4 separate regions of the Pan troglodytes genome follow, and all the other regions are linked to region 1. The links are chromatin contacts, called in public Hi-C and HiChIP or PLAC-seq maps. All regions are on one chromosome and are shown on one strand. The core of a region is the stretch at or near the end of the contact, and the rest is flanking DNA. Distances in the headings are between cores, read along the strand shown. Region 1 holds the start of SIPA1L2 (signal induced proliferation associated 1 like 2). Region 2 overlaps LOC104004784 (a long non-coding RNA gene). Region 3 overlaps DISC1 (DISC1 scaffold protein). Region 4 holds the start of DISC1 (DISC1 scaffold protein).

Region 1 (5,383 bases), core at 1,556-4,055:
TTGGGAACCCCTAGAACACGATGCAATTCACAGAAGAAAGAAGAATTTTGAGGGATAGAAAGTGAGGCTTGGGCAACAAGGGGAGGGAAAATCTTGGCCTGGGGGAAGGCGAAAGTGATAAGTTCACACTAGCCTTTAGGCAAATACAATTTTATAATTCACCATTGATGTTTGTCTTTAAAATTTCAGCAAAATGTATAGCTTTAACATAGAATGATTTTCAGTAAGATGTCCTGAGGCAAAAAGGATGCAGTGATATCTTCATAGGTGCTGCAATTCCACCGTCTGTGCTAAGTTTCAGGCTGTTTGCCTAAAAAGGCAACAAACAAGAGGGCTGCTGCTAGGAAGACCAGCAAGGAAGGACACACACATTAAATCTAATACTATTTCTGGAATATTTTATTTGGTGAAGAAGGTTCAGAATCATTCCTGAGATGTGTCTCTTGAGGATCTCTTGTGGTCGGCCGTGAGGTGGACACCTTGTGGGTTTTGCTCTCGCCTGTACGTATCACCATTGTTCTGCACAGCAAAGGGGCTCACTCAGGACCTGTTTGTTGAAAGCAGGAACATTCCGATGAAGGCCAGCCTCATGTGACGTGGAGTTCTGGGAAAGTAAGAAACTCCCACGGACCTTCATAAATGTACACAAATATTTACTCTGCACAATCAATTACAGGCATTAAAAAAAAATACTGCCAACCTTGGTAGTGGGGCTTAGGATATTTCAATTTTAGTTTGGAAAGCACAAGAAGTGGGATGGGAAGGTGAGAGAGTGAGAATTGTGGCTAACACCGTCATCGAAGAGTGTCTGGCCAGACTTCCTTCCATATATGATCATTATGTATTGGATATTAAGGAACACATCAAAGGGGTGGGTTCCTCTTCATCTATTAGACAGTGTACATTTGTAGCTGCAGCAGTTAAGACCCACCTCAATGACAACCCACTGACCCAGGATCTGCTCCGGACTGTAGTGGATTTGTGCCTTAGGGATCAAAATGCTGGAGGAGATGTGGTTCTTCTCCTCAAGGCCCTTATAGACAATGAAACACGCAATAAGGTGAAATGTGATCATGTCCTCCCTAGGCACTCCCAGGAAAAGTTCCTTCACGGCTGCTCCTCCTGCAGGGTTTTGTTGAGTACACAGGAGATAATGTTGATACCTCTTGTAGAGTATCTACAACGTATGAGGATACACCTGTGAGTTGGTGAGCTCTTGAAAAGCCGAGCCTTATGTCCTGTGCATTTTATATTCCCAGCACCTAGCATGGTCTGGAACATCAGAGGATCTCCATAAATCTGTTTTTGTTTTTGTTTTGTTTTGTTTTTTGAGACGGAGTCTCACTCTGTCACCCAGGCTGGCGTGCAGTGGCATGATCCCGGCTCACTGCGAGCTCCACATCCCGGGTTCACACCATCCTCTTGCCTCAGCCACCCGAGTAGCTGGGACTACAGGCGCCTGCCACCACAGGCGCCTGCCACCACGCCCGGCTATTTTTTGTATTTTTAGTAGAGACTGGGTTTCACCGTGTTAGCCAGGAAGATCCTGATCTCCTGACCTTGTGATCCTCCCGCCTCAGCCTCCCAAAGTGCTGGGATTACAGGCTTGAGCCACCGCGCCCGGCTTCATAAATGTTTGTTAAATGAATACATGACAATCTTGTAAATGCTGATAATGGGGTGACAATTGGGAAACTCATCAAAACCTGGAGTGCTCAGGAATTGTATTATGTCACAGGATTGCTTCTTGACCTGTTTAGTTATACCTAATCCCACAGATTATACCTATAATTTAAAAAGATACGAAAGATTGTATAATGTGTACATGCTTCAGATCACAGAGAAATATAGTGTGGGAAGGACCGCCTCTATTTACCTTTTAACAGGGCTGTGTTCTAGGAAGTGTTTGTGATAGGGAAGTAGAGAGAACACTTTTTCTTCAGGAAGAAGTCTGACTCTAGAAGGGGAGAAACTGAAAGCCCCAATCCAGTCTCAGGGAACCCAGCTCAAAACTCTGACAAAAAAGCCTGCTCAGGAAATTCTACGGTGTGGCTGGAAGGTAAGTTAGAGGCTGCCTCCACCTGCTTTATTATTCCTGCGTATAGATGACTGTTGCTGTCCATTTAGGCAGAGTCAATTCCAGTCTAGCTTAAAAGATTCTTCTGAGACCCTTTAATCTTTCAGCATCTAATTCAAATGTCAAGCAATTTACAATAATAGTTTCAAATAATGCTTCCTCACAGGTGAGTCAACATTTCTAAGAAAGCAGAAAAGTTGGGTATAAAAAGTTCAATTCTTCCTCGTCAGAAAAAAGATGCAAGACATTTCTACCGTGGGCTGAGCGCTGCCTGGAGGGCAGGGAGGAAGGGGTGAGCGGACCGCGCTGGGATGTGGGTGCCTGGAACTGCCAATCTCTCCGTTTTCCCCCTGGCTCCTAAAGGTCTCTTAGCAGCATTTCCTGCACGCTGGCACCCCCTGTCCTCCTAACGTTTTACTGCCTGCGTGTTTCTCTGTGCTTCCCCACCCTCCGACCCACAGGGCCCGGGGCGCCCTCCGGGGGCCGGCACACAGCAGGGTCTCGCTTCCTCGCGCTGTCTTCTTCAGATGGGATCACTTCGACTTGCGGCCGTTTGGGCGTTCGCGGGGCCTCGGCGATTCTGTGGCGTCCTGGGCTGTGTATGTAGCCCCAACGGCCGAGGCTCACGGATCCGACCGCCCGGCCGCCGCGTCTGTCCCAAGTTGGGAGACGGGAGGGCCGGGTGGGGTCGCGCCTGCGCCAGGGGGCGGCTCAGAACCAGACTCGCGGTTTTTAACTTATTCCTCAGAGGGGCGAAAGCGAGTCCCGACAAGGACGGCGACGGCTCTCTAGAAGCCGGGGTCCAGGTAGGCTGCCCGGCCCTCGAGCTCGCCCAGCGCGGCTCATGATGCGCCCCGCAGCCCCCTCCCCAAGAAGGGCGTCCGGGCCCCTCCTGGACGCGCAGCTCCCGCGCGCCGCGGGGCCTGGGAACAGCGCACCGGCTGCGCCCGGAGCCGGGCGGACGGTGAGACTGACGGCGTCCGCGCCCAATCGTGGGGCGGGGCCGAGGGGGCCTGCAGGCAGCTACCAATGGGAGCCCGCAGAGCGGGCGGGGGGCGGTGCCGCTGGGCGGGCGGGCGGTGGCATCGGGAGCCGGCGCGGCAGACTGGGAGCCCGGGAGGAGCTGGCGGAGCGAGAGGAGGAGGAGGACGGAGGAGGAGCACCGCGCCCCCGCCGGCCGCCCGAGCGCAGGCCGAGAGCTCCAGCCGCAGCCGGCGGGTCCGGGCCGCCTCCGCCGGAGCCCGGCGCGGGGAGAGTCCGGGCCGATGGGCAGCCCGGGGCAACGGCGGGCGGCGAGGCGGCAGCCCGGGTACGCGCCGCCCGGGGCGCACAGGCTGTAGCAGGTCCCGGCGGACGGCGTTGCGAAGGTTCGTGTCGGGGAATCCGACGGGCAGCGTGGCGAGGGTCGGTTCGGGATGCCTGCGGCCAGGCGGGGACTGTCCCGAAGGGGAAGGGGATGCCCTTCGGGGCGCTTTGGGGGGCTGACGGCGGCGAGGGGTGCGAGGGGCGCGGCGCAGGGTCCGGCTTGTAGACGCAGATGCGCCCGCGCTCCCGATCCCCGGCTGGAAGAGGAGCCGCCGCCGCCTGTTCTCTCCAAGTTATCGATCGGCTGAAAGGTTATTCCCGTCTCGGCGACACAGGCACTGAGGAGGATCTCCTCCAGGTGCCCAGAACTCCGCTCTGACTAACGCTCTCTGGAAGGGCTCGCGGTTGCCCGACGCAGCTTCCCCGGCGCGCTTGGCCGGCTGACGCCGAACTTGCTGCGGGGCTCATTCCCCTTCTAGAGGGGGTGCGCCCGGAGCGCGCGCCCTCACCGGGACGGATCCCTCTTTGTAAGACCGTGAGCCTCCGGCGAGCGCTCTTCTCACTCGCCGCGACCTTTCTTCCCACTTTGCCAGCTCCTGGGCCTCTCCGGGTCTTCCCGTGTCAGTGAGGGTAGTTTGCCCACGTCCTGGGAATATCCCTAGGAACACCTACAGATTAATTTTCAGCCGTGCAGCAAACCCAAAGAATCAATTTCGGCTCATCATCTGCAAGAGAGAGCCGAGGCTTCTCGGAAAGAGAGAACAACTTGGCATTACCCCTGTGGGAGATATTTGTCATCATTAACCTGCTTGAGTTAAATTAATTCAGCCCAAGATGACTCTGGCCTGAGTATTAGAAAAAATCAAGTGCATTGGTTACGCAATTGTGCTCACCAAAACATGATTTTGGTCAAAACAAAATTGTAGACATTTTGGATTTTGGTTAGATTGAGACTGGGTTTTGACAAGGATGGCTTTTTTAAAAAAAAACAAGGAAAAAAACCCTCAAAGAATCTTGGTGATTCTCATGTCTTTGCCCAGTAAGTTCAAAATAGTCGCACAGATTTTTCTTTTCTTTGCCTCTTTTGTCTGCAGTCTCCATTCTAAACGTTAACACTAGATGGCTTTCTTATGACAGACATTTAGTAAACTGCCCATTTGAGTTGCGTTTGTGTGCAGCCTAGGTTGTAATTTTTCTAGTGTTACAATTAGTAATTGAAGAAAAAAGATCTCCCAAACTGTTGCTTTTTATTACTTTCCTAGAAAACCTACACATACCGATATTTTTGCGGATATTGAGAGGTGGCCTATTATTTTTGGCATTCCCAAAGTTGAATTTCAAGAGACAACTTGGTTACTGTATTTAGTTACATCATTTAAGAATGCCTGTTTCATGTTTGGACTTATTTAAAGAATTCAGAGTTCTGTTAGTTTTGTCATTCTGTTTAGACAATATTTCCAGTTAAAAGATGTTTACCGCTTGATTGAATTTCACTGCTTGATTCAGAGTTATAAGAGAGTATTATTCATGAGAAAAATGCAGTCTTTCTTAAGTTTTGGGTATAAATCACATTGATTCTTCCTAAAAGATTCCATTGATCCATTTTGGGAAGAGATGCAGTTAAAGTATCTGCATGATTCATACCAGGGATTGTGTTAGGGACATCTCCCCAGAGGATGTTTGATTTTTTCATTTCTAAGCACAAGCTCTTTTATGACAAGCACAGTAGCCCGTAGTTTCAGCAGTAACAGCAGCAGCAGCAGCAGCAGGCTCCCAGTTATGTTTTTTTAAGCACTTTTATTCTAAAGCAAGATCATGGCAGCCTGTCCAAATCTTGCCTAGGTAGGCAAACTTATTTATACGCTGGGTAAATATCTTGAAATTATCTTTGTAGCTCTCATTTATTGTGTGCCTTGCCCAGCTTAAAATAAGACATATTGAATTTGTTCTAAATTAGAGTGTATTCATAAATAGCTGAAGGAAAAAGAAGAAAAACTACAG
Region 2 (4,753 bases), core at 2,055-4,554, 580 kb after region 1:
CTAATGTTACCACTGTAATGCAAAGCATTTTTGGAGCTCCTCTTTTGGAGTTCACTTCAGAACCATTTTTGAAAACCTTTAATAGCTTCATATCTACTTTTTGAAGGCATATGTATTCATTGAAAACAACCTAAAGTCAACCACAGCCAAGTACATTTTAATGGGTAAGAGCATGAGCTTGGACTAGGGAAGCTCTGTATTCAAAGCATGGCTGTACTATTTAATTTCTGTGGCAATTTATTCAGGGTAATCACCTAAAAATGGGAGCAATAACAGTGATAAATATTTTTGGCCACCAGCTTTCATTTCCAATCTCTTCTAATGTCTTCCCCATATCACAGGAAAGAACATTTCCCAGGTTATCTTGTCTCCAGGCTTCTTGGAAATGGAATGAGATGCTCTGATGTGAAATTCGGACAGGGAGACTGAACCCATATTAGCTTGCTGGTGGTGTACAGTAGTGCAGAGATGTGTGGAGCCCAGGCATTACGAGGCTGCACCGTGACCTCAAGGCACTCCCCTTAAACCCGCTCACCTTTGTGCTGTAGGTTGATTATGACCATTGGTGAAGGCTTCTTGTAATTTCCTAACATGAGCAGTAGCAGCAATTTCCTGATTCCTCAGGCCACATGGTGAACCTGAAAGTTAGTGGTGGCCTTTCTTAACATTTTGTTCTCTAGTCCTTCTCAATTGGAAATTCCTTATATTAAATCACAATCTGTTTAGAACACTTAACAAGGTTTCCATTTTTCTGACTGATTACTTTTGTCATAGGATTGCTGCCATAAGACTGTCACAGAATTAAATAAAGTAATACATTTAAAATGCTTAAGACAGGGTCTGAAAATATTGCATAGCTATTATTACTATTAGGAAGGTGATCAATATGAACAATATACCCTCAAGTCAAAAAAGGAGGTGACCATCTAGATGAGATTGGTACTCACAGGTGGTATGAAAATTGGATCTGATGACAATTTCAGAAGAGGAATTAGGCTCCCTAAAATAAGGCTGCCATCACCTGAAAACTCTAAAAAGAAAGATAGTTATTTAAGTGGATGTTTTGATATATTGGTTCTTAAATAATATATTAATTTTTATTTATTTTGGGAGTATTTTGCTCAGGTTTCCCATCTATGCAAGGGAATGTGAAGGTTGTGACCCAGAGGAAGAGAAGCACCTCCTACCTCCTCCTCCTCTGTCTCCTCCTTTTCCTCCTCCTCCTCCGGAAACCCCAGACACAAGGAAGAACTGAATCGACCAACACCTTCTTGTATTTCCATGAATTTTTCCTTAGGTCCAACAACACCAGACAAAAATCCAACATCACTGACATTTTAGGAAGGGACTTACCTTATTCACATTCCAGGTGGGTCTTCAGGCTTCCTAGACAACAAGGATAGATATATGAGAAATCAGACTGCAGCAAAAGTACTGGGTGTCTAGGTTGAAGACTGGAAGTGCTTAGAGGGAGAGAAAATAATGTAGAAAGAAGGAGGATCCTAAATATAAATGTTCAGGAAGTTGCAGCCTTGTCAAAGATGGACTTTGTTGCCAAGTACCAATTAAACAATTCACAAATTAACAGTGTGATGCTCATCAGCTCACACTGCTTTAAGGACTGCCTATGAGAATTCCATCATGTTAAACACGAGCTACTTCTGTTGATGTCTTCTTTCTGTGTCTATCTAAACAGTGAATAATAATAGAAGGAGAAAAGGATTAGCTTGAGCATTAGCTAAAAGTTGCTTTATTTTTATCACAAGACACCAAGAAAAGGGAAGAAAGATGTTTCTATTTCCTGTTAACATTACTTGGTTTGATATCTGGACTGAGGGAATCCAACGTATCCTCCTTTTGCGTAGTGATCCATAAGTTTAAGTCTTCTCACCCATAGAAGGGAGATATTAGTAAGTACCTTGGAGGGCTGTTGTTAGGATTAAGTTGATTTGTGCAAATCATTTGAAAGCTTACTGACCCTTGATCAAAACTCCTCCCAAAGGTGGTTAATTCTTGCTGCCTCCCATGACTGCCTCTCCTGTCCTGTGTCCACAGAGTCAGGCTTCAGTCCCACGTGTGCTGGAGCTGCTGGCAAGAACCTATTGCGGCATCTCTTCCCATTTTTGGGTTCAGTGATGTCATGTTGTTAGCTTGAAACCAGCTCTTTGGGAATATTTATTTCATGGAAATTGGCAAATGCTATAAATCAGGATTTTGTTTTTGTGTTTTGGAGAGCCAGATTACCAGCACCCTAACCCCTGCTTTGTCCCACTTTCCCACTGATTCTGCTCCTACCAAAGTCATTGATGACCTATGTTTAGCTGAGGTCAGTAGTCAGTACATTATCTCATCTTATTCAAGCTCCCTGAAGCATCTAACCTGGTCGATCACTGCTCTTTCTTTGAAGGTTTTCTTCTCTAGAACTCTACAAACCCACTTGGTTTTCCTCTTAACCTTGTCAATTGTGCCTTTTCAAGGTCATTTGTTGGATTTGCCTCCCCTACAGACTTCTAAATGTTAGAGTGGCCATAGCTGTGTTCATTGGCTTTCTCTCTCTGTTAAATACTCTTCTATCCTTATTTGGTCTTACATAGTTCTGTGACTTTAATCTATATATATAATCTATAAAACTCCCCAGATCTATTTATTTATTTATTTTTGAGACAGGTTCTTGCTCTGTCACTCAGCCTAGAGTACAGTGGCACAATCATAACTCACTGTGGTCTCAAACTTCCGGGGTCCAGTGATCCTCCCACTTCAACCTCCCAAGTAGCTGGGACTACAGGCATGCATCACCATGCCCAGGTATTTCCTTTTTTTTTTTTCTTTTCTATTATTATTATTTTTTTTTTTTTTAGAGACAGAATCTCGCTATGTTGCTCAGTCTGGTCTCAAATTTCTGGCTGCAAGCAGTTCTTTCATTTTGACCTGCAAAAGTGCTGGGGTTATAGGCGTGAGCCACCACGCCCAGCCGCAATTCAATTTAAACTCATACTGCCTACTCAGCATCTCTGTTTGCATGTCTAATCAATGTCTCACACTCAACATGGCCAAACTACAGATACTCCCCCTCACTCCCACCTGCCCCCCGCAACCTCTGCACAAGTATCTTCTCTTCACTAAAACCTTCTCCGTCTCAGCCAATAGTTTTACCATTTGCCCACTTCCTCAGGCCAAACACCTAGGGCTCTTACTTGATTGTCTTCCCACACACTCTTAACAAATGAGCATAATTTATGTGGGTAAAGACCAAGATTCAAGGCTATGGTTCACAGCTATGAACAAAGGTCCCTGTGAAAACAGATGGAAAGTTAGGAATGCAGAGTCATCCAGAGCAATTGAAAGGAGGTATTCGGCTTGGCGCGGTGATTCACGCCTGTAATCCCAGCCCTTTGGAAGGCTGAGGGAGATGGATAATGAGGTCAGGAGATCAAGGCCATCCTGGCTAACATGGTGAAACCCAGTCTCTACTAAAAATACAAAAAAAATTAGCTGGGCGTGGTGGCATGCACCTGTAGTCCCAGCTACTCAGGAGGCTGAGGCAGGAGAATCACTTCAACCAGGGAGGCAGAGGTTGAAGTGAGCCAAGATGGCACCACTGCACTCCAGCCTAGGTGACAAAGCAAGACTCTGTCTCAGAAAAAAAAAGAAAAAGAAAAACAGAAAGGAGGTATTCAAGATGAATCTGAAAGTATAGTTTGATGACAGATAATAATTGTTCTGTAATAAAACAAGTATTCTTTAGCCAATAGAAAAATCACTGGAGGTTTTTGAGCCTGATCTGATCATTGGTTTAGAAAGATAACTTTGGCCATGAATTTAGATGAACAGAAATTTAGAGACAGGGAAACCAATTAGAAACTTACCATGATTGCTCAAGTAAGAGAAGATAAGAATCTGAACTACAGAGTAGACAGAATGAGAGATAAAAACTTCAACTGCTAAAGGCACTAGGACTTGACTGATTGAATATGAGATGAGGAAGAAGAAACAAAAGGTAATCGAGAGGGTTCCAGTTAGTATCTCCTGGAAAACGGAAATGCCGAGAACCAAGGTAAGGAACAGATGAATGGTAGGCAGATTGTGAGGAAAAAAAAACAAAAATGAGGTTGGTTTTAGACATAATGTGCTTGAGACGTCTATGAGGCAGTGAGATGGAACAGAGACTCCTCTTAGGGGCCTGCTGGGCATGCCCCACCAAGCTTGGAAATAAAGGAAAATCTTGAGTTCCTTCATGGGAAATTCAAGGCACCTTATCCTTGAGAAGTAAGTGAGCAACCTGAGAAATAAGAAGGTAGTAGTAGCTTAAAACAATCGCCAAGAAAGTTAGTCGCAAAATATTTGGTTCCCTATAGAAACTAAAAATAGCATCTTAACATGTCCTTGAGTTGTTTTTCAGAAACCTGGACCCCCACCACATGAAAGATGTGGCCGGCTGGCACAGAGACTTCAGATGAGGGAAACTGGGTTCTTCCTGAGGGGCCTGGAGGAGGTTACACCCAGGAGCCAGACCTAACGCATCTTCCTACTGACCCCAAATTTTTAAACAAAGCTTTTCTTCCTTAACCAATTGCAATTCATAAAATAGTTAAATCCACCGTCTAACTGCTAACATTACTGCAGGCCACCTACTCATGTACCTAATTGGAAGCGCCACACTAGCAATATCAACTATTAATCTCCCCTTAGCCTGTGGATCCCTACTTTGAGGTATCCTTTCTTTTTAGGTCAAACCAATGTATACCCTCCATAT
Region 3 (5,162 bases), core at 1,936-4,435, 700 kb after region 1:
GCATTGTACACATTACCAAGGCAGAATTTGATACCAGAACATGATAAAGGTCCAGCTACTTCAGCTACTCTGGGAAGAAATGAGGTCTTGGGAAGTTGAAGCATCAGGCTATGCAGAAATCTACAAATAACAAAAAATAACCTGATGATCCTGCTTTTTAGTGTTCTTAACCTAGAAATGTGTGAGAGTGCCTCATGCTTTGGGTCAGGATTGGTGTTAGGCTTGTAAGCCAATACATGGCTATAAATGGAAATTGCATGGCCACAGGGGTGGAAACCCAAACAGGGAATGAGAATGCTGAGCCTCTCCATCCTCTGTGACTCAAAGAAAAAGGGATTCGCCTTTCTAGTTGGAGAGCAACTAGTGGGAAGGACAATCCCTATACTATCACCATCCCCAAAGGCTTTGTGAGTGGGTTACAGAAAAGCACTGCAGCCAAAACTCTCACCACAGTGAAAGCCACTGTACCTAGAAAGCATCATTGGACTATCTGGAATTCTAAGTAAAAATTCCAAGAGGCCAATAGCCTTCTGAGAAAAATACATGAAGTGATGAAGACAATGCTTCCTCCCCTTGGGAAAATCTCATTCCTCAAATCTGGCCTTCCTTAAAGGAGGTCACAAAGGGAGCATGAGAAGTGAATTCACATTTGAGCCCTCTCTCCACCTAAGCTTTTAGTCCTTAGATTTAGTGGAGGAATAAATCTCTGCCCTTGCCTTTAAATTCAAGGAGCTTCCCTTCTCTTTTGTTCCCTGAGCTTGTCTTCTATTGCTTGTAAAAGTGCTATTACTGCCTCATCCTCCCTTTCAGGCTGATCTGTTAATATCTGGACTCAAAGTAGCCACTGAAAATGTCAACTCATCCCTGTAGTGGATCAGGTACAGATATGACAGCCTGGGACCAGTCACCAAGTTTATAGAAATGGTGAGTCACAACAGCTACATCTCTAGATCCAAATGTCCTATGCCTTAAGTACAGCAAGTTGTTCTGGTGAAAGAATGCACAGTGAAGACAGGCTTCTGGGAAGAGCCTTTGTTCCTGCCATAACTGACGTTGCAATACTTGATCTGGCATTGTGAGTCTTCCTTTCCAGAATTTTGTATATTATACAAAATATTACACATGGATAACACACTAGTTTTTTTTTATGTAAACCCACTTTTGATAGGGTTTTGAACTGTAGACACTCTATTGATCCCAAAGGTATTAATTTGCTTATTCCATAATAAGCTTTCTGTTCTCTTAAGTCTATCCACAAGTGGGATATGTAGAAGAGCTTTTACTTTTTCACCAAGTTCATTTTCAGTACGTTAACTGAGAGCAACAATCTTGGGTTGAAAATATTCATAGAAATGGAATAACTAATTCTCTTCAGGAACACATAGTTCCATGCTGATAATCACCACAGTGGCAGTCAATTGCTAGCACTGAGTGTTTATTATGGGTGAGATATGGAATTAGTTGCCTAATGCTGCTATGACAAAGTATCGAAAACTGGGTGGCTTAAAACTACAGAAACTTACTCCGTCATTGTCCCAGCAGCCAGAAATCCAAAGTCAAGGTGTTAGTCCAGTGGGTTCCTTCTGAGGCTCTGAGGGAGAATCTTTTCCGTGCCTCTCTCCCAGCTTCTGGTGGTTGCCAGCAACCCTTAGCATGCCTTGGCTTGAGATGCCTCACTACCGTCTCTGCCTCCATCTTCATATGTCATTCCCCTCTGTGTGTCTGTGTCTCACATCTCCCCACTCCTTTCTCATAAAAAATACTAATCATTGGATTTCAGGGCCCATCCTAAATCAAGGATGATCTTATCTCAAGATCCATAAATCTGCAAAGATCTTATAATCCAAGAATGGTCACATTCACAGGTATCAGGGGTTAGGATTTGGACTTATCATTGGTGGGGATACAATTTACCCCATTACAGGCTTAATAGGAGGCATGTTACATGTGTTGTCACCGGTGGAGGGAAGCTCTGAGGTCATCTTGTCCCACAATTTCATGACCTGTGAACATCTGGGTAATATCCCTGGTAGCAGCCATTCAGCTGCACTTGACTCTCTGCAGTACAAGGGAACTCTGAATTCTGTGACAGAAGCCATTCCAGCCCCAGTCCACTCTAGTGGTTCTAAAACCTTCCTGAGTGCACAGCATCACCATGCAGGTGGTAGTTCTGTCATCATCGTCACCGTTTTTCAGATGAAGAAACGAAGGTTTGGAGTCAGATGTGACTTTCTAAGATCATGCAAGCAGTGAGCAAGCCTTGAAGTCCTGTGTTCGGGTTGGGGCCCGTATTTTTAACTGTATGCCATTCTGATTTAGCAAGAAGAGGATAGGGGAGCAGCCAAAAGTTTCCAGATGAATTCTTCAGTCCCTCAGTAGCACCATAAACACGAACCTCTAAGTGCAGAATCACCTTGCCACACCCAGTGCAATTTTGCCCTCACCTTATCCGTAAGACAAATGCTGGTGCTAGGTCAATAACTGGAACAAAAGAATCATTAAAAAAAAAAAAAAAAAAAAAAGGCCGGGCGCAGTGACTCACGCCTGTAATCCCAGCACTTTGGGAGGCCAAGGCAGGCAGATCACGAGGTCAGGAGATCGAGACCAGCCTGGCTAACATGGTGAAACCCCGTCTCTACTAAAAATACAAAAAATTAGCCAGGCATGGTGGCAGGCACCTGTAATCCCAGCTACTCAGGAGGCTGAGGCAGGAGAATGGCGTGAACCCGGGAGGTGGAGGTTGCAGTGAGCAGAGATCATGCCACTGCACTCCAGCCTGGGCGACAGAGTGAGACTCCATCTCAAAAAAAAAAAAAAATTGTTGCAAATGTCCGTATGTTGCAACATCATGGGCAGTAACTTCACTCTTCAGAATAGCCAGAGAACTCCTATCTCTAAAGGAGAATCAGGATTCTCAATATCACCGGATCTTTTCTTGCCTTGAATTGTTCACATGACCAGATTATCCTCATTTCACCTACACAGATATATTCACACCCACCCCCAACACACTCTGCTGAACATCGCACAAAGGCTTCAATAGATTTTCCAGGAGAAATATTTTTGTCCCGTAACTATGGCACTCATATGTGCCTTCTTTGACAAGAAAGCCCCTTCCACTTCCGGTTCCAACATAATGAACAAACACACAGCCTCCTTTGTATGTACAGCTGTTCGTGCTCGGCCACAAAGGGCCCAGGAGCAATACATGTGGACTGTCCTCCCAAGAACAGATGGGACCCGCAAAGGAGGCAGGCTTTACCCTGTGCCTTTCTTTTCCAGGATGCATTCCTTTGATTGATGGTTGCCTGTATTCACTGGGGAAAAAGTTCATCTTTTTCACTTTAGATGTATTTATATGACAAGCTCTTTAAATTCTGTGATTCAATCATTACTGAGCTTTCAGGGAAAACATAGAGATGTTGAAATAAGCGACCCTTAAGCCCATAATACAGAAGAGAACAAGTAAAGGAACACAGCAGGACTTGTCAAATGAATGCAAATGAATGCCCCGTTGTACAACTTCAGAAACCGAGCACATAGCCCCTAAGCTCCCATCACGCCTCCTCTGGTGGAAACAATTCTCTGGCCCAAAAATGAAGCTGTTCAGAAGCAGAATTCTTGTTTCTGGTTCTCAGGCTACTCCAGTTGGCACCATTCTATGCCATATACAAAGGCGCCACAGGAGGATCTTGAAAGCCACAGCGCTAACTTTCAGCATCTCCTCTGCATGATGGAACACATGGAATCACACACATCCTAACAAAAACCAAGTCTCAGCAGAGACGTGTTCTTGGGAATAAGCCCTAGGAAACAGCGTCAGCGTGCCTTGTACAGGGTGAGTCTGAAAGTGTGCAAGTGTTTGTGAGAGGTCTTTAGCGTGGAAGCCCATACCGGGTGAGGTAATATCCGCCTACGGCAATCAGTGACTAAGGATTCCTTTCTAGGCCCCAAGGCAGAATGTTGCAGAATAAAAAGAAAGAGAAGGCCAGTTTTTGAAACAAAATTTAAACTGGCAGCAGCCTCGAACACCTGGTAAATGGGTAAGCTGGAAGGGAGGGCACGGAGGGCAACAGGACAGGGCCCCAGGGAGCTCAAGTCCAAGATTTTACTACCTGCCAGGAGGGCTCAATGAAAACAGATTTCTTTTTTTTGTTGTTTTTTTGTTTTGTTTTGTTTTGTTTTTGAAACAGAGTCTTGCTCTGTTGCGTAGGCTGGAGTGCAGTGGCGTGATCTTGACTCACTGCAACCTCTGCCTCCCCAGTTCAAACGATTCTCCTGCCTCAGCCTCCAGAGTAGTTGGGATTACAGACGCATGCCACCACACCCAGCTAACTTTTTTTTTTTTTTTGTATTTTTAGTAGAGACGGGGTTTCACCATGTTAGCCAGGATGGTCTTAATGTCCTGACCTCATGATCTGCCCGCCTCGGCCTCCCAAAGTGCTGGGATTGCAGGCGTGAGCCACCACGCCTGGCTCAGACTTCTTTTTTGAATCAGTATAGGTATGTTAAAATCATTTTGGCTGTTTTAAATGTATAAATATTGCATTTTCTCAAGTTGGGAGTTTGTGGCTTTAGTTCTCAGTGCCACTCAATGATGTTTAGAGGTTGAATTTTCTAAGTGAGGTGAAAACACAGAAGGTGCTCTGAGGAGCGCCTGCTGGAGAGCATCCTTCCTTCCTGGGGGAGCTGGGCTCAAAAGGCCGTAAGGGTATCTCACCTGGAACCCAGAGGGAGGGTGCACTCACCAGGACGTGTCCCCCTCCAGCCCTCCAGGGTTATCCTGGCTGACCTGGAGGGCTGGGTGGGGTCACTCTCCTGCCTCAGTGATTCCCAAATGCATCACTGTGCACCCTGTGTTCCATCCAGAAGCACCACCCCACAGGCAGCCATCTAGCCAAGTGGTTAGGACAACTATTCCCACTGGAATCAGGATGTCCCAATGCCAAGCCCTGCTCTGCTGCTTGCCAGACATACCCCCTTGGATGAATGTACCTTATCTGTGCCTCGCATTCTTCATCTGTGAAAGGGAATAATGTTAGGACAAGCTTCGTGGGATCAGTGTGAGGATTAAATGCAACAATACAAGTAAAAACTGGAGACTAGTACCTGGAATACAGTAAGCAGTTCATACGTGTTAGCAACTATTGCTGTATTTCTGC
Region 4 (4,938 bases), core at 1,011-3,510, 1.0 Mb after region 1:
TGTTCTGAATCACAGCTCCATGCTATAATTTCAGTTTGGCAAGCGGCCAAGAACACAGTTGTGAGTGGCACCCACACCAGGGTTCTAATCCTGGCTTTACGCTTAAGAGCTCTGTGAGCTTGGGAACCAAGCAGGGTGACCCTGAACCTCAGCTTTGTCATAGGGAAATGAGGACTGTAATCCCAGTCCCATAAAGATGCGGGGAGGATTTCATCAAAGGAATTCATAATAAAATGTCTGGCACATTGTAAGTTCTAAAAACCTGCAGATGTTACCATTCCCTCCTAGTACTATCATGTCTTATACGTGCATAGTGACTCATACTCCACAAGGTGCTTTCAGATCTTTTGCCTCATTTAATCCTCAGGCAATGCGATCAGTACAAAAGGCAGTAATTACTACCCCCATTTTTGTTTAATCTTTTTTGTAAACAGATGAGAAAACAGGCTCAAAGTCAAAGAGCCCGAAAAGCGGGTGTCTTGTCCACGGCTCTTTTTGCTCTGTGGCACAGAACTGAACCTCAGAGGACTTCATGTACCATGCCGAGCACAGGAGAACTACATGTGTTTTTAAATGCCCTATTATTCCTGCATTAATCAAATCAAACTGGTATTCTCACATTACTCCCAATTATTTAGATTTTGCCTAGGAAAAATAGCAACTAAGGTTTTTTGAGAGTGCACTGGGTATTTCAGGCATTGGGCGAGGTGCTTCACTTCCACCATCACAGTTAAACTGCATAACAACCCTATGAAGCAGGTACTGTCATAGTCTCCTGCATGTCCAGGATTGACATGCAGGCAGACTGTCTCCAAACCCCAGTTCCTATGCTCCTAGTGCTGTCCAATTCAAATTTGTCCAGTTGATAACACTTTGCAAATTGATTTCCCATACAACAAACCTAACGACACATGGAGGCCAGGCTATGAGTGTTCTCTTTTACATTTCAGGAGACTGAGGCTCTGAGAGGTTAAGCGACTGACCCAACCCTGTCCTCACCCAGCAAGAACACAAGGCAGCACTCCCTAACTCCAAATCTCACTGTCTTTGGAAAACCTCACATTTTAAGAGTGAGAAGGTAGAAGTCCTGTCATTGTTGAAAAACAACCATCCACAATCATCACTAAGAGTTGACAGCGAGACCCGCGCTCCAGGCGGTGGAAACCGAGCAGTCTCCGGTTTGGGCCGTCCCCGTTACTGTAGCCAAGTAGGAAGTGGGCGGTGACACTGATTTCAGAGCAGCCCCTAGGGAAGGCACAGGCACCGGTTCCTGGTCCCGCTCCCAGCCTCCTCCCTCCAGGTCCCCGAAGGGGTGGAACCCGAGATCCAGCTGGGTCTTGGGGTTAAGGCGGGCGGGACGTCGCCTGTCCCGAGGGGGCGCAGGCTGGGGCGCACCGCAACGACAGTGCAGGCGGCGCAGGTGTCCCAGGACGGATCCAAACCCCAAGCACGCCCCTGCAACCTTTCCCGGTCACCTGGACACGCAGCGGGGGCGCGGGTCAGACTCCTACAGTTTCGCAAACTGCGGGTCCCGGGGATCGCTGCACAGTCCTGGGTCAGGGACCTGGCCCGGCTCGGCGCTGGTGCCGGGCTGGCAGCCCAAGACTCGCTCTTCTCTCAACCTCGCACGCCTCGCGTCCTGCCTCAGTTTCCCTCACCTCGAAAGGGGTTGTTAACAGAGGCATGCCCTGACCTACACGACTTTCTGGGGGCCAGAGCGCGCCCTCCTTGCCAGGACCCCCCCAGGACGTGCTAGGACTCTGTGGCAGCTCCCCTACCTGCGCGGTGGCTCACGCCGCCGCCGCCGGCGGCGGCTGGGGCGCCCTGAGGACCCCCGCCTGGCATGCGCCCCGCTGCCAGCTCCTCCCGCTCCGCCTGGGCTGCCTCCTGCTCGTTCCCCGAGGCCAGAGGCGGGGGGAAGGGAGCAGCGCGCTGGACGGGAAGTGGGGAGGGGGCTGGCGACGAAGGGGGCGGCTCCTTTCTTCTCCTCAGCGAGTCCGCTATTTCCTTTCCAGCATTGGCCCCTGACGCGCGCGCGCGCACACACACACACACACACACAGACACACACACACACGCTGCTGGAGCGGGCGGGGCCAGCGGCCCTCACAGCCTGTCTCCGGGATCTCAGGACCTCAGAAAGTTTGCTTTCACTCTGACTCATTTCTGGAAGAAACAAGAGGGGAAGTGCAGGAAGCCTCCAGGATGGGGTACAGGAGGGCGCCTTCCAGACGCGTGATTTAAGAAGTGACCACACAGTGATGGAGAAGATGGAGGGATGTGAGGGGCTCATTTATACAAAGTGGGGGCGGGGGGGCGGAGTGGGGATAACTGATGACCCTGGAAAGAGATGAGTGGGAGCAGATGTTTAGAAATGAGATAGGATTCCAACTTCTAGCATCTTCCAGCAGCTCCGGGCTGGTTCCAGGACACAGGCTGGTTCCAGGACACAGGAGTCCATGCAAGCTCCTAGGCAACTGACTCCCCCCTTCACCCCTTCTCTTTGGTTCATTCAAGGAAGCTACTGGAGCACCCCCTAGGTAGCACCTGCTATAGGACAATGGGTACAAGGAAGGGCTACACATGAGCTCTTTGCCCTTAAGCAGCTCACCTCCAGGCTAGAAGGACAGCACGTGCATAGAAAACGAAATCACAACATGAGATAGAATGTGCCATGTGCCAGAGGCTTGGCACAAAACCTCTTGCAATGGTTCAGGGATAGGAGGGAGAACTGTGAAGAAGGGTTGGGGAGACGTTCTGCAGGAATGGGAAGGATCTCCTTAGAACGAGAGGAGTTAGAACTAGAGGAAGGCTGAGGTCCTTCAAAAGCTGAAGATCTTAAGACTGAAAGCACACAGTTGTACTTAAAATCAGTGTGTTTGCCCGGCATGGTAGTGCACTCCTGTAGTCCCAGCTACTCGGCAGGCTTAGGTGGGAGGATTGCTTGAGTCCAGGAGTTCAAGGCTTCAGTGAGCTATGATGGGGCCACTGCACTCCAGCCCAGGTGACAGAGAGAGACCCCCACACCCCCACCACATCTCTAAAAATAAATAAATGTATGAATATCTAAGGCCGGGCACTTTGGGAGGCCAAGGTGGAAGTTCACTTGAGTCCAGAAGTTTGAGATCAGCCTGGGCAACATAATAAGAACCTCTTTTTTTTTTTTTTAACTTTTAAGTTCAGTTTGTTACATAGGTAAACTTGTGTCATGGGTGTTTGTTGTACAGAGTATTTTGTCACCCAGGTATTAAGCCTAGTGCTCATTAGTTGTTTTTCTTGATCCTCACCCTTCTCCTACCCTCCACCCTCCAAAAGGCACCAGTGTGTGCTGTTCCCCTCTATGCGTCCATGTGTTCTCATCATTTATCTCCCACTTATAAGTGAGAACATGCAGTGTTTGGTTTTCTGTTCTTGTGTTAGTTTGCTAAGGATAATGGCCTCCAGCTACATCCATGTCCCTGCAAAAGACATGATCTCATTCTTTTTTATGGCTGCATAGTATTCTATGGTATATATGTACCATATTTTTTTATCCAGCCTATCATTGATGGGCATTTAGATTGATTCCATATATTTGCCGTTGTGAATAGTGCTGCAGTGAACATGTGTGTGCATGTGTCTTTATAATAGAATTATTTATATTCCTTTGGGTGTATACCCAGTCATACGATTGTTGGGTCAAACAGTATTTCTGTCTTTAGGTCTTTGAGGAATCACCACACTGTCTTCCACAATAGCTGAACTAATTTACACTCCCACCAACAGTGTAAAAGTGTTCCTTTTTCTCCACAACTTCTCCAGCATCTGTTATTTTTTGACTTTTTAGTAATAGCCATTCTGACCGGTGTTAGATGGTATTTCATTGTGGTTTTGATTTGCATTTATCTGATAATCAGTGATGTTGAGCTTTTTTTATATGAATGTTGTCCACATATATGTCTTCTTTTGAAAAGTGTCTGTTCATGTCCCTTGCTCACTTTTTAATGGGGTTGTTTGGTTTTTTCTTGTAAATATAAGTTCCTTATAAGATGCTGGATATTAGATCTTTGTTAGATCACAGTTTGCAAAATTGTTTTCCCATTCTGTAGGCTGTCTGTTTACTCTGTTGATAGTTTCTTTTGCTGTTCAGAAGCTCTTTAGTTTAATTAGATCCCAGTTGTCAATTTTTGCTTTTGGCATCTTTGTCGTGAAATCTTTGCCCATGCCTATGTCCTGAATGGTATTGCCTAGGTTGTCTTGCAGGGATTTTATAGTTTTGGGTTTTACAATTAAGTCTTTAATACATCTTTAGTTAACTTTGTATAAACTGTAAGGTAGAGGTCCAGTTTCAATCTTCTGCATATGACTAGCCAGTTATCCCATCACCATTTAGGAAATTCTTTACCCATTGCTTGTCAAAACCCTTTCTATAAAGAAAAAAAAAATTAATTAGCCAGCACAGTGGCCTGTACCTGTAGTCCCAGCTATTTGGGAGGCTGAAGCAGGAGGATCACTCTAGCTCAGGAGGTCGAGGCTGCAGTGAGCAGTGATTGCACCACTTCCCTCCAGCCTAATAGAGTGAGACCAGGCTAATAGAGTGAGACCCTGCCTAAAGAGAGAGAGAAACAGGGAGAGAGAAGCTTCAAATCCTGCCTGAATTTTTAGCCTAGCAGCCTGCCCTTCAAATTTCAAACTTGCTAGACCTTAAAATCAAGTGAGCCAATTCCTTAAAATAAATCTTTCTCTTCTTTCTCTCTTTTGCCTCTTTCTCTATCTTTTTCTTCTCTTTCTCCTCTCTTTATCTCTCTCCGTTTCTCTCTTTCTCCTCTCTCTCTCTTCTGTCTTCTCTTTCTATCTATCTGTCTATCTATCTATCTGTCTTCCTGTCCTCCTCCCACTTGCTCACTCCTTTCTTTGGGTCCCCTTCATTAGTTTCTCCCCTTCTCCTCACCCCTTATC

Evidence for each region. Hi-C and Micro-C count contacts between places; a contact is called where the count stands out from the background. HiChIP or PLAC-seq counts read pairs in DNA pulled down with a chosen protein or histone mark.
Region 2: a contact with region 1 is called in a Hi-C map of stem cell-derived neural progenitor cells, with 4 times the contacts expected there. The contact joins the enhancer-like site here to the promoter of SIPA1L2 in region 1. A contact is called at or near these places in 1 of 7 Hi-C or Micro-C datasets (stem cell-derived neural progenitor cells) and 1 of 1 datasets of contacts at active chromatin or transcription factors (stem cell-derived excitatory neurons).
Region 3: a contact with region 1 is called in a Hi-C map of stem cell-derived neural progenitor cells, with 4 times the contacts expected there. The contact joins the enhancer-like site here to the promoter of SIPA1L2 in region 1. A contact is called at or near these places in 1 of 7 Hi-C or Micro-C datasets (stem cell-derived neural progenitor cells) and 1 of 1 datasets of contacts at active chromatin or transcription factors (stem cell-derived excitatory neurons).
Region 4: an H3K4me3 HiChIP or PLAC-seq map of stem cell-derived excitatory neurons shows a contact between it and region 1, with 7 times the contacts expected there. The contact joins the promoter of DISC1 here to the promoter of SIPA1L2 in region 1. A contact is called at or near these places in 1 of 7 Hi-C or Micro-C datasets (stem cell-derived neural progenitor cells) and 1 of 1 datasets of contacts at active chromatin or transcription factors (stem cell-derived excitatory neurons).

What each region holds. Positions count from the first base shown.
Region 1 is chr1:16,556,180-16,561,562 of NHGRI_mPanTro3-v2.0_pri, forward strand. It overlaps SIPA1L2 (signal induced proliferation associated 1 like 2), which reads left to right and starts at 2,806. Exons shown (of 21, transcript XM_063790534.1): 1 at 2,806-2,883.
Region 2 is chr1:17,130,902-17,135,654 of NHGRI_mPanTro3-v2.0_pri, forward strand. LOC104004784 (a long non-coding RNA gene) reads right to left here. Exons shown (of 4, transcript XR_001713321.4): 1 at 1,354-4,753; 2 at 948-1,030. Among named protein-coding and RNA genes, the nearest start is that of DISC1, 420 kb to the right of the region's middle. Within about 2 kb of position 3,305, at least 2 of the 24 cell types and tissues checked have an H3K27ac peak or open chromatin away from gene starts, as enhancers often do. A contact at or near this core is called in stem cell-derived neural progenitor cells, where this site is marked.
Region 3 is chr1:17,256,361-17,261,522 of NHGRI_mPanTro3-v2.0_pri, forward strand. All of the region lies in intron 9 of DISC1 (DISC1 scaffold protein), which reads right to left. Among named protein-coding and RNA genes, the nearest start is that of DISC1, 300 kb to the right of the region's middle. Within about 2 kb of position 3,186, at least 7 of the 24 cell types and tissues checked have an H3K27ac peak or open chromatin away from gene starts, as enhancers often do. A contact at or near this core is called in stem cell-derived excitatory neurons and stem cell-derived neural progenitor cells, where this site is marked.
Region 4 is chr1:17,555,187-17,560,124 of NHGRI_mPanTro3-v2.0_pri, forward strand. DISC1 (DISC1 scaffold protein) reads right to left here and starts at 2,261. Exons shown (of 13, transcript XM_001151459.7): 1 at 1,779-2,261. The coding sequence starts at 1,845.